Regions from separate parts of the Mus musculus genome. Here all the other regions are linked to region 4. Evidence: chromatin contacts called from public HiChIP or PLAC-seq and promoter capture Hi-C data. All regions are on one chromosome and are shown on one strand. The core of a region is the stretch at or near the end of the contact, and the rest is flanking DNA. Distances in the headings are between cores, read along the strand shown.

Region 1 (2,981 bases), core at 272-2,771, 2.7 Mb before region 4:
TTCAGACACTACTCACAACACACACTGGTGCACCCAGCACCCCATGGACGCTCCAGAGGCAAAAAGAGAAGCTCAGGAACTTGAGGTCACTCTAGGCTACACAGGCAAGAGTCTTATCTCAGAACAACACAACCTAAAAACCACAACGGTACCCTTGTGTACATACATTTATTTTTACAAAACAATAAGCCGTGGAACATCTAAGATGAAAGAAAAAAGAAAAAAAAAAAAGACAGGCTGGAGACAGAAAAAGAACAATGTGGCAAACAATTAGGTGGGGAAAACCACTGCAAAGCGTAAGGTTATCTTTTGAGAAAGATGTTGAGGGGGTAACCTCTGGAAACCATCAAAGCCACTGCCAAAACAGACATGTAGAACCACACGTAGATGGAAACGTGTAAAATTAAGACAAAGAAAGATGCTTGCTAACGCAAAAGAAAAAGCAAATAAAACCGATCACTTGACACACACTTTACCTGGCTGTCTTATTTTAAATACCCGGAGCTACAACTTTATTTTATTGTTTACGAATAATAGTTACTTTCTAAGTGTTGGGTCCGAGAGGGACAAAGCTGCAGAACCATAGCAGAGAGAAGGGAACTCTGAGACTTATTTCTGTACCTCTGGGTGCGCTCTACCTATCAGGCAGCGGGCGCGGACACACCCACAACCGCGGTCACCCGTGTCGCCCGATCTAAGGAGTGGGAGATGGTGACGGGGAGTGGTGCTCAATCACTGGAAACAAATAACCCGTTACTGAAACGCCTGGGCCCCGGAACTGAGCTCACCGCGTGGACAAAAAGGTCCACGACCCCTTTCGCCCCGGGTCCCCAGGCCACGAGCACGCGCCAGACACGAGCAGGCGCCAGACACTTGGCGGGTCGCGTGGCCCCAGGATGGGCTCGCAGGCAGCGGTCGCGAGGCCTGGAACGCCCCGCGCGCGCCAAACTCCGCCGCAGCGGAAGACCGGAGCTCTGGGGCCGCCAGCTTCGAGGTCGCGGCGGGTCCCCTTCCCCGTCCCCTCGCAGGATACCGCCGAGGCCGACGCGGGGACCGTGGGGCCCTCTACGACGCCTCCATCCGGGGGCTCGGCGCCGGGAAGCGCAGGCCCGGTCAGACGAGAACGACGCGCACTCACCGTCCATGGTCTCCCTCACCGCGTTCAGGTTGGCCGAGGCCGCCGCGCCCGGGCCGCTACCGCTCGCCATGGAGAGGAGAGGCCCCCGCCCCGGTGGGAGAAGGCCTGACCCGGAACTGGAGCGCCCGCCGCCGCTCGGCCCCGCCCACACACCGCGCGGCGGCGCTCGCACCGCCCAGGCCACGCCCCCGCCGCCCGGGCCACGCCCCCTCGCGCCGAGCGCCGAGCGCCGACGCCGGACCGCGTTGATTTGAATTTGGAGCCTCGTTCCCTTGCGCGGAACGTAGAGCGAGGAGTTAGCGTTCGAATTCACCCGGCCGCCTCGACGCCATTGGCTGGTTCGCGGACGGCGGTGGGACGCGATTGGCCGGTGACCTCTCCCCGCCCCGCGCCCTGGTTGGCCGGAGAGCACGGAGGGAGTTAAAGAGTCGGCGCCTGGCGTGGGCATCTGCAGGGTGATGCTAGAACTTCCACGTTGCCCACGAGTGTAGGTACGTTCTCCGTGGCCCCAGGCCTGGACTCCTGCTTCGAGGTGGACCGCTCTGGTTTCCTGGCCCCAGACGTACCTGTGAGCTCGCCTAGGTGTGAAGGGGAGCAGAGAGAGAGGGCGCCTGGACACTGAATGGTCGCTGGAAGTGACGTCTCTGCTGTTTCCGAGGGAGCCCGCTCAACTTTGATCTTACAAAAGTAAATTCTTTTCTTTTCTTCTTCTTCACCCCCGCCCCCATCTCCCTTCTGGCTGTAACCCTCTTTGGAAGGAATGCAGCGTGCCTTTGGATCCCGGAGGGGGAGTGCTCTTTAGGAAAAGTAGTTTAAATCCCCACCTGGGTCCAGCCTGTCACTCACCCTGTTCAAGTGAGGACTAACGTGCCAGTAGTAAAAATTGCAGTTCTGTGTGGAATTACTTGGGTATCCGGACGGTGTTCGTACGGTTTTGTCTTGAGATGATGAATAAGGAAAACGATAAATAGAAGTCGTTTGGTTGGAAAGGCACTTATTTTTGGTGTAATCAGATTGGACCAGAGCCCACTCATAACCGGTTGGCTGCTTCATATATGCCGCATAACTTCCGTGCATGCGTTGCTTCCTCTGAAAAAGTGATAGGAGCATTGCCGTACCTTCCCCAGCTCCCAAGGCTCGGCTCCGGATCATCTGAGAAAACGTGCAGGGCTGATTCTCCTTTGTAAACCATAGAAACTTAACCCCAAGAGGATTCGATTTGGAGTGAGATGTTGAATGTATTTTGTCGGGATTAATATCTATGATATTCAGTAATTTTAATATGTGTACTTTTGATTTCTTTCTAGTTTGCTTCCTGGGCTATGGGAGATGTCAGCGAATTAAAAATGCAAATAACACCAGAAACTCCAGGAAGGATCCCTGTTTTAAATCCCTTTGAAAGTCCCAGTGATTATTCTAATCTCCATGAACAAACCCTTGCTAGTCCTTCTATCTTTAAGTCCACAAAACTACCAGTAAGTTTCTCTTGCCTAGTGTTTACAAGTGATTTTAAGTGAAAGTAACTACAAATAATTTTAAGTGTAAATACAAGAAGAAGATGGCACCTAATCTTGTAATGGTTCTTTGAGCAGACATGATCTGAGCGCTCTTATGCAGGAGGTCGACATCCAGGAACTGCCCACACCAGCACAGAAACAGCACACAGGCTTTACAAGTTAGCTGGTCACAGCTGAGCTACTCATATATACCTCAGACCAAAGACAGCAGCCAAGACCAATATGGAGACAAACATGCCACGCTCTAGTAACGAATTATGGACACAGAAATGTGAATTTCTTATTATTTTTCTGTCATAAAATAGTGATACCTTTGTTTCCTTTTG
Region 2 (3,354 bases), core at 310-2,809, 2.2 Mb after region 4:
TAATTCTCTATTGTTCAAAACTTACTTCATTTCTGGCAGGTGTATCTGAAAAGTGCAACTGACCCAGGAAGAGAACACTCACAACATAATGCTTAATATTCTTCAATGCACATTGTAAATTCTTTTCTAGAAGGCTAGCTTTTAGTATGACTGGCTGATTGGCCCTGTTTTGCTGTTCCTCCTTGCTGTGATGTTTGCCTCTGTGGAGCTATGTAGATGTTCATCTGAGTTTGCAGCCTGAGCCAGGTCATCTGGGTGAGCTGCCTCTGCCTGCAGGCCCCACTTTTCTCAGGACACCACCCTGATGGCCCTTTTCTACCTCACCTGACATTCGTTTCTCCTTAGGATTCTCATCCAATGCATTTTAGTTAAATATGAAACAAAAAAGACAGTCATGAACATGACTCAAGTTCATCCCTAAGTTCATGAAGAGTTGTATCTAAACAAGAAATTGCCTTTTATGTAAAATGACAATCTCCTTCTCTCTCCTTCCTTCTTATCCCCACCTCTTCAGTGTGCGTGTGCGTGTGCGTGTGCGTGTGCGTGTGTGTGTGTGTGTGTGTGTGTGTGTGTTTTGGTGATTGAAACATTGGACCTCATAGATTCTAGGCAAGGGCTCTACCACTGAGCTACACTCTCAGACGCTCTTTTGGTTTTTAAATGTTATTATTAGCTCATAAAGCAGAAGCCTATGTATGACAAGCCTGGTATATTAAGCAACATTAAGAATATCTATCCTCTTGGTCTGGTTGTATAACTCAGTGAGTTAAGATACTTGCCACTGGGTCAGATCCTGATCTGACTTCAGTTCTCAGGCCCCATTGAAAGGTTAGAACTGACTCTGGCAAGTAGTCCTGTGGTCTATAGACAGTGCACGGGCAGGCATGCTTGTGAGAGTGCATGTGTGTGCGCATGCGCACACACACACACACACATCACACACACCACACAGACACACATCACATACACACACCACATAACACACACACACACACACACACACACACACACACACACACACACACACCCCACAGTTCATTAGTTAGGAAATATAACTTGTTTTATGAAAGAATTATTTTTCTTCTTGAGTTTTATATTTTCTCTGGATTTTGAACATTTTGGTATTGAGTAATTATAACAGCTCATGTTAACTGCAGATTTACTTCATAAAATATTTCAAATTTATGTCATACTTGGTATTAAGAATAATGTTATATCATATATAGTATTTCCTCCTATCTATGGCTGAGAACAAAGTGTTGAAAGATTCATTTATTAACTCTTGTTTTTATTCAGTAGATATGCCTTGAACTTTTATGCCATTCTGAGCTCCCGGGAAAAAGAAAGTTACAGGAGATAAACGTTTTCCGGCCTCATATAATTTATGTTGAATGGCAGAGTTAGCAATAAGTAAAAAACTGTTTTACTAATTTTAAGAAAGGAAATATACATGCATGTTTTGCATTAAGGAGGGCTGAGAGTGTTATGTGGGGCGTCACTGGAAAGTCAGGTGACCCTCGAATCTTCTGTGCTCTGAGCTAATGCACGGGCCGCACTGCATACTTTTCATTAACAAGAAGTTGCCCAATAGATGAAACCACACTCATTTCCCCTAAGCCTCACACCCCTCCTGCGCCTGGATGCAGTGTCAGGGTAACAGGCTGCTGCTTCCCACCAGACTCTCACACCACAGAGATGCCTTCAGCTACTTAAATCCTTCACACTGAGAAGAGAAAGGACTCTCGCTGGCCCCTCAAGTGTGAAAGTTTGATTCAGCCCGCGCTGCTAAAATCTCTATCAGTTATAACGTAAATGCAATTTAATGAGATTTCCTGCATCACTACTTCATTTTGTAAAAGATTAAGCACCTTTCACATGAGAAGAATATTTTGACGATATTTGCTGGAGACGAAGAGAAGGAAAGTGACTTGTGTGGGCATGTCTATGGTGAAGCTGTAAAGTCGGAGACTAACCAGGGTTGCCGCTTGCAAAGGCCATTTGTTCTTTCTCCTCAGAGCAGTAAAAGCAGCTGAGAAAATGGGAGTCCGGCATTTCTAGAGGGTTGTCATAGCGACAGGAGTTTGGTACAATACTGTCTATTTACTCGTCCCGACTCTTGGTTACCTCCCTCGTGACCCCGTGGAGCCTGAGGTAATGCATTCTGCACGGTAGCTGGGGTCTGAGGAGGTTCTAAGAACTTGCGGACAATTATGCATTGTGTTTCATTATTCATCACAGTGGGGTAACGTGAATCCCTCTGATGTCCACTGCAGGCTGATCTGAGGCCCCTGTTCACAAGGGAAGTCATGAGGAACGTGTATGCTGTTTTCAAAGCCTTCCCTACCTCCACCATTCTCCTTCGACTCGACAGGAATAATGTGTTTATGATGAGAAACGACTGTCCTGCTTTCTAGAGCTTGACTCTGTTCCAGACCATTGCTTTTTGTACACAAAGTGCCTCCCGCTATCAGAGAGTGGAGATATTTGCTCTGGACTACTTTATCATCTTCAAACCGTCACTGGCAGAAATGTGTGTGTGAGGTCAGCGCATTCATTCCACCAGCACCAGAAGCTAGCGCGTATCTGCGGCTGTAAATAAACAAGGGGCACGATGTTAGAAAAAAAAATGTTGGGGTTCTGACCTGCGCAAAGTCGACTGGAATGTTTCCCTAGTATTTATCCTCTGCTTTTCCAAGCTTTGTATAAACATGAATTTCCAGAATTTTTTAAGAACTGACGCTGATGAAAAAAATTCAGTCTTCTAATGAGTTTGTAAAACACATCAGATTTAATTGTTGAATACTATAAAAACAACAACAACAACAATAACAACAACAATGTGAACAGAAAGAAAAGGTGCATGTGCGTATTGAAGCAGCTTCAAAAAGAACTTTTCATTTTTTTTGTTATTTTTCATCATCAATACTAGAACAAAGACATATTTTATATGCATATTTAAAGAGTTGAAGTAGACGCTTACACTGCAAGAAGCTTAAATTCCAGACTTACTCAAAAGATGAGGAGTGTTGGATGTAAGATATGAATACCAAAGATTCTGGAACAGTCCAAGGCCCTGCTGACATTTTCTTGGTAAAGGAGGAAGATTGACAGTGAGCATAGCTCAGTTGTGAGTGTGTGACACTCAGTCACACAGGATCAGCTGAGCAGATACATCAGGGAGGTGACAAGACTTGTAGGATTGTCACCACATTTTAGGCATCCATTACATATCTTGGATATTAACTCTTTCTTAGATATGAGGATTGCAAATAGCTTCTCCCTCCCCCTCGAGTTTCTTGCCATTCTGTAGATCATTCTGGTTGCTATGCAAAAAGTATTTTTGCTGCTGTTATT
Region 3 (3,343 bases), core at 488-2,987, 2.4 Mb before region 4:
TGATTGGCTTTAATAACAGAGAAAAATGAGGCCAAGTTTTTAAAGATGAAGGTTGGCAACATGGGGTTGTCGACGTAAAACGTCAGTACACACACACTTATTAAATAACACCCTGGTATCATGAAAGTTGTCATCACCCATCCTCTGAAAGTGGCAACCACAACTGTAAAGATGGATCATTGCTGACAGGAAGGAAAAGGGAGAAAAGAAACTGAGTTCACAATATGATTTTATCTTTGCTACAATAAATAAATAAATAAATAAATAAATAAATAAATAAATAAATAAATAAACGACACGTGAGACTTTGGAAATTTCATTGGAAATGAGACTTATACCTGTGATACACTCTTTCAGGTGCACTTTTTTTTTTTCCTAAGAACTTTTTAAAAAGATGCTTCACTGTAAAGGAGCGAGTGTGCTCTAGGTAGGTATTATAGTATAGTGTGCTGCCAACAGACGTAAATAGATAGCAATATTACAGGCGTCTTTTTAAGTCGCAGTTTATTGTTTCAGCTTCTCAATAAGCCAGATAAAATCATAGACAAGAACATTGAGGATTAAGGAAAGGCGTTTCCTTTGGTGTGATTACTGGCAAAAATTAAGAACAAAACCAAACCAAACCACTCACCTTCCATTAAAACAACGCAGTAAAAAGGTAGTAATATAGTTGACTGTTGCTTTCCTACCAGTTTGGATACCCAGTTTTCAGGGCTGTTGAATGTCTGTGAATGTTTGTGCCTTCTTTGGTTCCCGTTTCGTAGGAAAAGGTGACACTGTATTAGGTAGATGGGACCCATACTTCTGAATATATTAAAACTCCATTCCCCGCCCCTCCGAACACTACAGTGCTAGCAAAAATAAGCCAAAGATGTAATGTCTATTTAAATACCCGGTTGAGCTGGCTGTTAGTTCTCAAATTAGATTCCATGCTCGGGCTAGAATCAACATGGTTTAAATATTAAAAACTTCATAATTCATATGGCCCACCCCACCTTTTCCCCACATTCGGCGAAGGAGAGTAGACATGTCTGTGAAAACTTGTAGCTCCTTAAATACTGTAGGGGAAAATGTGCCCAGGTTGGTATGCAAGGACTTGAAAAAAAATGCTTGACATTTACAGATTTTATTCAGGCCACAAGGAATCTGCGAAAAGATAGATAGATCTACGGCTGAAAACACAGAAAGGAGGGCTGTTTTACGTTTGTTTTCGCACCGCCCCTTGTTTTCCTCTAAAGTACATTTTGTATACTTAAAAAAAAAAATACACTCATTGGTTAAGACTGGAAACCTCAGCTCCCCCCACCTAGCTGCCTTCTGTCTTCGGTTTTCGAGTTTCAGGTCCTTGCACAACACCTAAGACGTGCAATACTTTTTTTTCGCCCTAATCCTGGCAGAGAACAGTTCGGAGAGATCTCCCTCCGCGTCTCCACCCTGATTTCCCCCTCTTCCTAGATTCCACCCGCTCCTCTCCTTCCCTCCGCCCGCCCCGTGCTCCGCCGGCCCAATCTGTCAGAGAAGTTGTGTACAAACTGCGCCGCAGCCCTGCGCGCGAAGCTCCTGGCCCGCGAGGGGTGCGGTCGGCCCGTCGGAGGCGGGACCTCGTGGGCCTTCTTTCCTACTGGCTACCCTCTGGCCCTGGGGCCTTGCCATTGGCCACAACGCTGCCAGTCCGGTGAGCTGGCCCTGCCTCCCCGGAGTTGGGTGAAATAGAGGCGGGCGTCAAGTGTCAGTAGTCGCGGGGCAGGTACGCGCTCTCTTAGGTTGCTGGTGGAGCTTGGGGGTGGCGGGAGCGGGTTCCGGCGAGAGGGTGAGCGAGCGCTGGGGCGGGGCGGGAGAAAGTGGCTGCCCGAGGACCTCGGCGGTGACGCGTGGCCGAGCCCAGGAGCCCCGATCTCCGTGCCCGCCTTCGTGAGCGTCTGGCTGCCGGCCCAGGGGTCCCCCGCCGCGGCCCCCCGCCGAGTCCGCCGTCCCGTGCCAGCCCGAGCGAGGTGGGATCGCGATCGCTCCGTGTCCCGCTCCCGTAATCCCCAGACCGTCCATGCCCACGCGGGTGCTGACCATGAGCGCCCGCCTGGGACCACTGCCCCAGCCGCCGGCCGCGCAGGACGAGCCCGTGTTCGCGCAGCTCAAGCCGGTGCTGGGCGCTGCGAACCCGGCCCGCGACGCGGCGCTCTTCTCCGGAGACGATCTGAAACACGCGCACCACCACCCGCCTGCGCCGCCGCCAGCCGCTGGCCCGCGACTGCCCTCGGAGGAGCTGGTCCAGGTAAGCAGAGCGGCCGGCCTCCCTTCCCCGGCTCGGGCGTGTCCCGCCGCTACGAGGCGCGGGCGACAGGGGCCGCTCCAGACTGGGACGCGCGGGAACGGGTGCCCGGGTGGACAGCCCCGCCCTGCGCTCCCAGACGGGGCGCCGGGGAGTGGATGGGGGAGCAGGGCGGGGGCCCACCCGGATCTGTCCAGAGGAGCTAAAGAGAGCCGCGCGCTCGCGTGCACCTTCTCTTTGCTTGCGTGGGGATGAAAGCTTGTGCCCACGCTCAACTTGGCTTAAAATGCTTCTTGACCGCTCTCTCCCGATGGCCCTGGCCTTGGAAGTCCACCTGCCTGCGTCCTCTGGGGTGAAATAGAAATGCAAATTGGAGTACTGGGGTTTCATATACCCCCGTGGAGGCTCACCCTAGAATGTATTGTAGGGCCCCGTTTGGAAAACTAGAATCTTAAGGTTGTATTGGAACACCGCTTTTCCCTTAAAAAGAAACACGGACAAAAAAGGCCAGGGGTGTTGTTTTTCTTAGTGTGCGCGTAAATTTCCTCTCGGAGTCGCGTTGAAAGCTGGCAGTTGGCTTTTACACTTGCCCAGCAGCCGAATTAGAGCAAGCGCCTGTTTCTTTCGCCCACGCACGGGAGTCATATAGCCTAGAAAAAACTTCCCGGGACTTTTAGCTAGTCCCAAGGAAAAAAAAAATTGGAAACAGACCCACATGCAAACAGCTGGAAGAGCTAAAATCAGAAACCACTAACCGCCACGGGAGCGCAGTGCACGAAAGGGTTTAAGATCGGTTTATTTCAAGACGCTTAGTTTAATAGCCTCTTGCTGTATTGTGTATTTGCACTGAGCGCCTATTTCTTGGGGTCTGCCAGTGTCGTGGTGCTTTGAGAAGACAGTGGCATTTTGTCAGATGTGACTCACATGGCTACAGCATGAATCTTTATTTTTAAGTCCTGCATATCCGGGAAATCCCGTCCGTCCTCGTCCACATCCAGATCTTGATGATCTGAGGTCCGAGGTGACATTTCTTTGGAAAATTAAAAGCAAAATATACGACTCCTATTCACTGACTGA
Region 4 (3,267 bases), core at 478-2,977:
CAAAGACAGCAGTTTTGTGATAGAGAAAAGGAGAGAAACATCTTCCTGTTTTCTTTAACCATCCCACTCTCCTCTAGGGTTTGGCCTAATAAGAGTGTAGGCAGCAGGCAGAGAGGGATGGTCCAGTCAGTGGCCTCCTGCCATAGCAAGAATAATCCCTGAAGTTTGTCAGCCAGCTCTTCTAAGCAGACCCAGTGATTACAGCAGGCCAATTAAAAAAAAAAAAAAATAAGGCTTCGGGATAAACAGAAACCATCACCCCAATCCAGATGGTCTTCATTCACAAGAGCAAGTGGGTTCCAACCCAGCCTTTAGATCTAACTTCCAGGAGGCAGGAAGTACTGGGAGAGAAATGTGGTGAAGACACCACAAAGAAGCCATAAGACAAATCCAGAAGGCAACTTGTTTCTTTCAACACACGATGCCATTCCAAAAAAGGAAGAAGGGGCTTGAGGAGGAGGCCCTTCTAGGGTAAAAAATCCGCAATCAAACGGAATGCAGATTCTCTGATTGCCTCGAGGTCTAGGTAAGTCAGCTGCAAAGGACGCTTTGGCATCCTAGGGAAATCCGAGCCCGGTTGATTAGCAATTTTATTGGCTTTATTTAGTTACATGTGAAAATGGTCTATGATATTGCAGGATAGTGTTCGTTAAAGATGAACTGTATCCTGGGATATTTAGAGCTGAAATGTATCCTACTTTAAACCTCTCTATAGTGAGATAAGCCCAAGTGCTAATGATCATTAAACAGAAGCTAGGCTGTTTCCGTAGACAAGATTCTCTGCCATACGTTTGAAAATTTCTTTAATCACACACACACACACACACACACACAAAGAAAAAAAAGAAAAAAAAAAGAAAAGAAAAAAAGAATGAAATGTTGCGTCTCCTCCAGAAAAGAAGGGCTGATCTTATCTTCTTCCATAGGTCAAGTACCCTGGTTGGAGCCCAGAGAGTCCCCAGAGTTTCCTTGGAGAGATCGCGGGGCATTGGACCACCTGTGCACTTTGCTGGCCAGGCCCCGAGCACTTACTCAAACTCTCTGCTCACTCTGAATAACCAGTCACCTTTGCCACACCACGAAGGGTACAGGTTTTGATTCTCCGGGGGAGGGCGGGCCAATGTCCAGAACTGGGCCAAGCAGGCAGGAGAGGTGGGAGAAAAGCCAAGTTCCTTCGGTTCACCGTACCCTTGAGGCGAGAGGGGAAATGAAGCCACAGGTCTTCCCCACGGACCCACCTGCGATCGGGGGAGGAGCGACGCCAGCCCAGACTAGGGGACCAGCCGCCAGTGCCCAGGCCGGTACCCTCACCTGCGGCCGGAAGCCGGGGCAGTAGCGGGGACCGCGCAGCATCTGGGACCGGTCAGCGAGCTCCGTGGAGCCGGAGGGTAGTGGCGTGGAGGCCTGGTGGCTCCGCGTCCCCGCGGGGGAAGTTTCTTGGCCCGGAAAGGTGCAATTGTGTGCAGCTATTCCTGGTATGTCAGGCCGCAGGCAGAAGGGGCGCCGCCTCCCGAGAGAGCCCGGGACTGGGAAGGCGGGTAGAGGCGGGAAGGATGCCGGCTGGGGCGCATCTCCCCGCCCAGATAATTCTGACCAGAGAGGTGGCTGCAAGGACCCTGGCGAGGGGCAAGGACGGAAGCTGGGACCGGCCCGTAGGGGGTGGGCCGGGGCGGGGCTACTGTCGAGGGCGGTGACAGCGCTTGCGACTTTTGAAGTTCCCAGGAGTCCCGGCTCCTTCTGCACACCGCTTCCAGTTGCCTCTTCACCTCCTCCTGCTCCAGTCAGGCTGAACTTGAGCCGATTTCTAGAGTTTGGAGAAAGCAACTCCTGCAAATTCTTCTAGGTTCCTGAACTCAAACTGCACGTCGCTACAAAGGGCGGGGGACGCGTGGCGTGGGAGCTCTGGGTCCCGGCGCGCACCCACTGAGCTGCTCCTCTCCCTCTCTTGCCCTAGACATGGAAGGGATGGAGGACGCCGAGGCCGATTGCTCTGTTGCATTCGCAGAGGCTCAGAGATGGGTGGAGGTGAGTGTCTTTTCCAGTTCTTTACAGATGAATTTACACTTTCCGTGCCTGAGTCTTCTTGGGTTTCCCACCAATCTGAGCTTACGTCCGTCCGGTGACCTAGGCTGAGTAAAGAGGCAGTTTTGGGTACAGTGCAAAATTTCCCTCTCTAGTCTTCTGATGCCTAGCCCTCCTCAGACTTTCTTGCAGATCTCCCAGCGCTTGTCCACCAGGTTTGGGTATCGCACTTCCCAAAAAGCGGGGCACAGAGCTAGGCTGGGGACCTCGGGCGCATTTCTTCGGGATGCAGTTGCTTATCACGCACCTGGGTAGCCAGTGTATTCAGCACGGGGTGTGAGCCTAGAGAGTTGGGGGGCTGCCATCCTTCCCTCTCCCGCTCTCTTCCTCTCCAGTTGAGAAACTAAAATATCCTAAGCTCCTTTACAGACGGCTTGTTATTCTTCCAGCTGTGCCTCACAGACAAGATCTTCTGTTCCTTTTATTGTCACGAAGGAGAGATAGTCTCTACATGGTCGCCTTCGGACTAGCCTGTTTTATTCCGTTGCTGACCACCTAGGTGGGTTGTGCTTGTGAATGAACTCAAGGCACCCCACACCTGGGCTCTAGTACCGAGTTACAACTCTAGACTTATGAGGTGACTTTCCGGATGGGTCAAAAGAATCCTTCCCAAAGTGGGACTCAGAATAACTGATGGTTATAAAATTGTTGCCCACACCAACCCTGACGTCATTTTGGAGTTAGTGGTGCCACATGCTGTTTTATCCAACAGCTAGGGAATTTAATTCAGGGCCTGGGACATGCTAGATAAGAGCGGCTACTCCTGAATCACGCCTGCAGCCCCTCAATCTACCTAAAAATTCAAATTAGGCTACTAAGAATATAGGGGAAGCTAGTTCTTTAAAAGTCATTTTATTTTATGTTTTAAAGAAATACATGTAGGGTCCCACTAGCTTGAGGACCTGCTTTTGGGTCTCTAGCACCCGTGGAAAAAAGCCATTGCAACTCCAGGACAGGCAGGGCTGCTGAGGCAGAAGTATTCAGTGTGACTTAGCCAAAATGGTGGCTTCCAAGTATATACCCCAACCCCCATCGGAATCTACATCCACATACATACCTACAAACACACACACACACACATACACACACATACATACCTACAAACACACACACATACATACCTACAAATGCTCACACACACACACACATACATACCTACAAATGCTCACACACACACACACACAC

Evidence for each region. Promoter capture Hi-C pulls out the DNA fragments that hold promoters and counts their contacts. HiChIP or PLAC-seq counts read pairs in DNA pulled down with a chosen protein or histone mark.
Region 1: a promoter capture Hi-C map of stem cell-derived epiblast-like cells shows a contact between it and region 4, with 2.6 times the contacts expected there. The contact joins the promoter of Bora here to the promoter of Lmo7 in region 4. A contact is called at or near these places in 3 of 39 promoter capture datasets (the 3T3-L1 cell line, hippocampal neurons and stem cell-derived epiblast-like cells), 1 of 115 datasets of contacts at active chromatin or transcription factors (astrocytes) and 1 of 9 other capture datasets (liver).
Region 2: a promoter capture Hi-C map of hippocampal neurons shows a contact between it and region 4, with 5 times the contacts expected there. The contact joins the promoter of 4930518C04Rik here to the promoter of Lmo7 in region 4. A contact is called at or near these places in 2 of 39 promoter capture datasets (hippocampal neurons and pre-B cells).
Region 3: an H3K4me3 HiChIP or PLAC-seq map of stem cell-derived neural progenitor cells shows a contact between it and region 4, with 9 times the contacts expected there. The contact joins the promoter of Klf5 here to the promoter of Lmo7 in region 4. A contact is called at or near these places in 1 of 39 promoter capture datasets (hippocampal neurons) and 1 of 115 datasets of contacts at active chromatin or transcription factors (stem cell-derived neural progenitor cells).

The regions. Positions count from the first base shown.
Region 1 is chr14:99,044,856-99,047,836 of GRCm38.p6, forward strand. Bora (bora, aurora kinase A activator) reads left to right here and starts at 1,522. Exons shown (of 12, transcript NM_175265.5): 1 at 1,522-1,825; 2 at 2,446-2,613. The coding sequence starts at 2,461. Mzt1 (mitotic spindle organizing protein 1) reads right to left here and starts at 1,281. Exons shown (of 3, transcript NM_175245.4): 1 at 1,139-1,281. The coding sequence starts at 1,208.
Region 2 is chr14:103,897,208-103,900,561 of GRCm38.p6, forward strand. It overlaps 4930518C04Rik (a long non-coding RNA gene), which reads left to right and starts at 1,560. Exons shown (of 2, transcript XR_383716.3): 1 at 1,560-2,151; 2 at 2,274-3,354.
Region 3 is chr14:99,296,954-99,300,296 of GRCm38.p6, forward strand. Klf5 (Kruppel-like factor 5) reads left to right here and starts at 1,738. Exons shown (of 4, transcript NM_009769.4): 1 at 1,738-2,269. The coding sequence starts at 2,042.
Region 4 is chr14:101,728,201-101,731,467 of GRCm38.p6, forward strand. Lmo7 (LIM domain only 7) reads left to right here and starts at 1,728. Exons shown (of 31, transcript NM_201529.2): 1 at 1,728-2,025. The coding sequence starts at 1,957. Gm9922 (predicted gene 9922) reads right to left here and starts at 1,528. Exons shown (of 2, transcript NR_168926.1): 1 at 1,312-1,528; 2 at 1-1,189.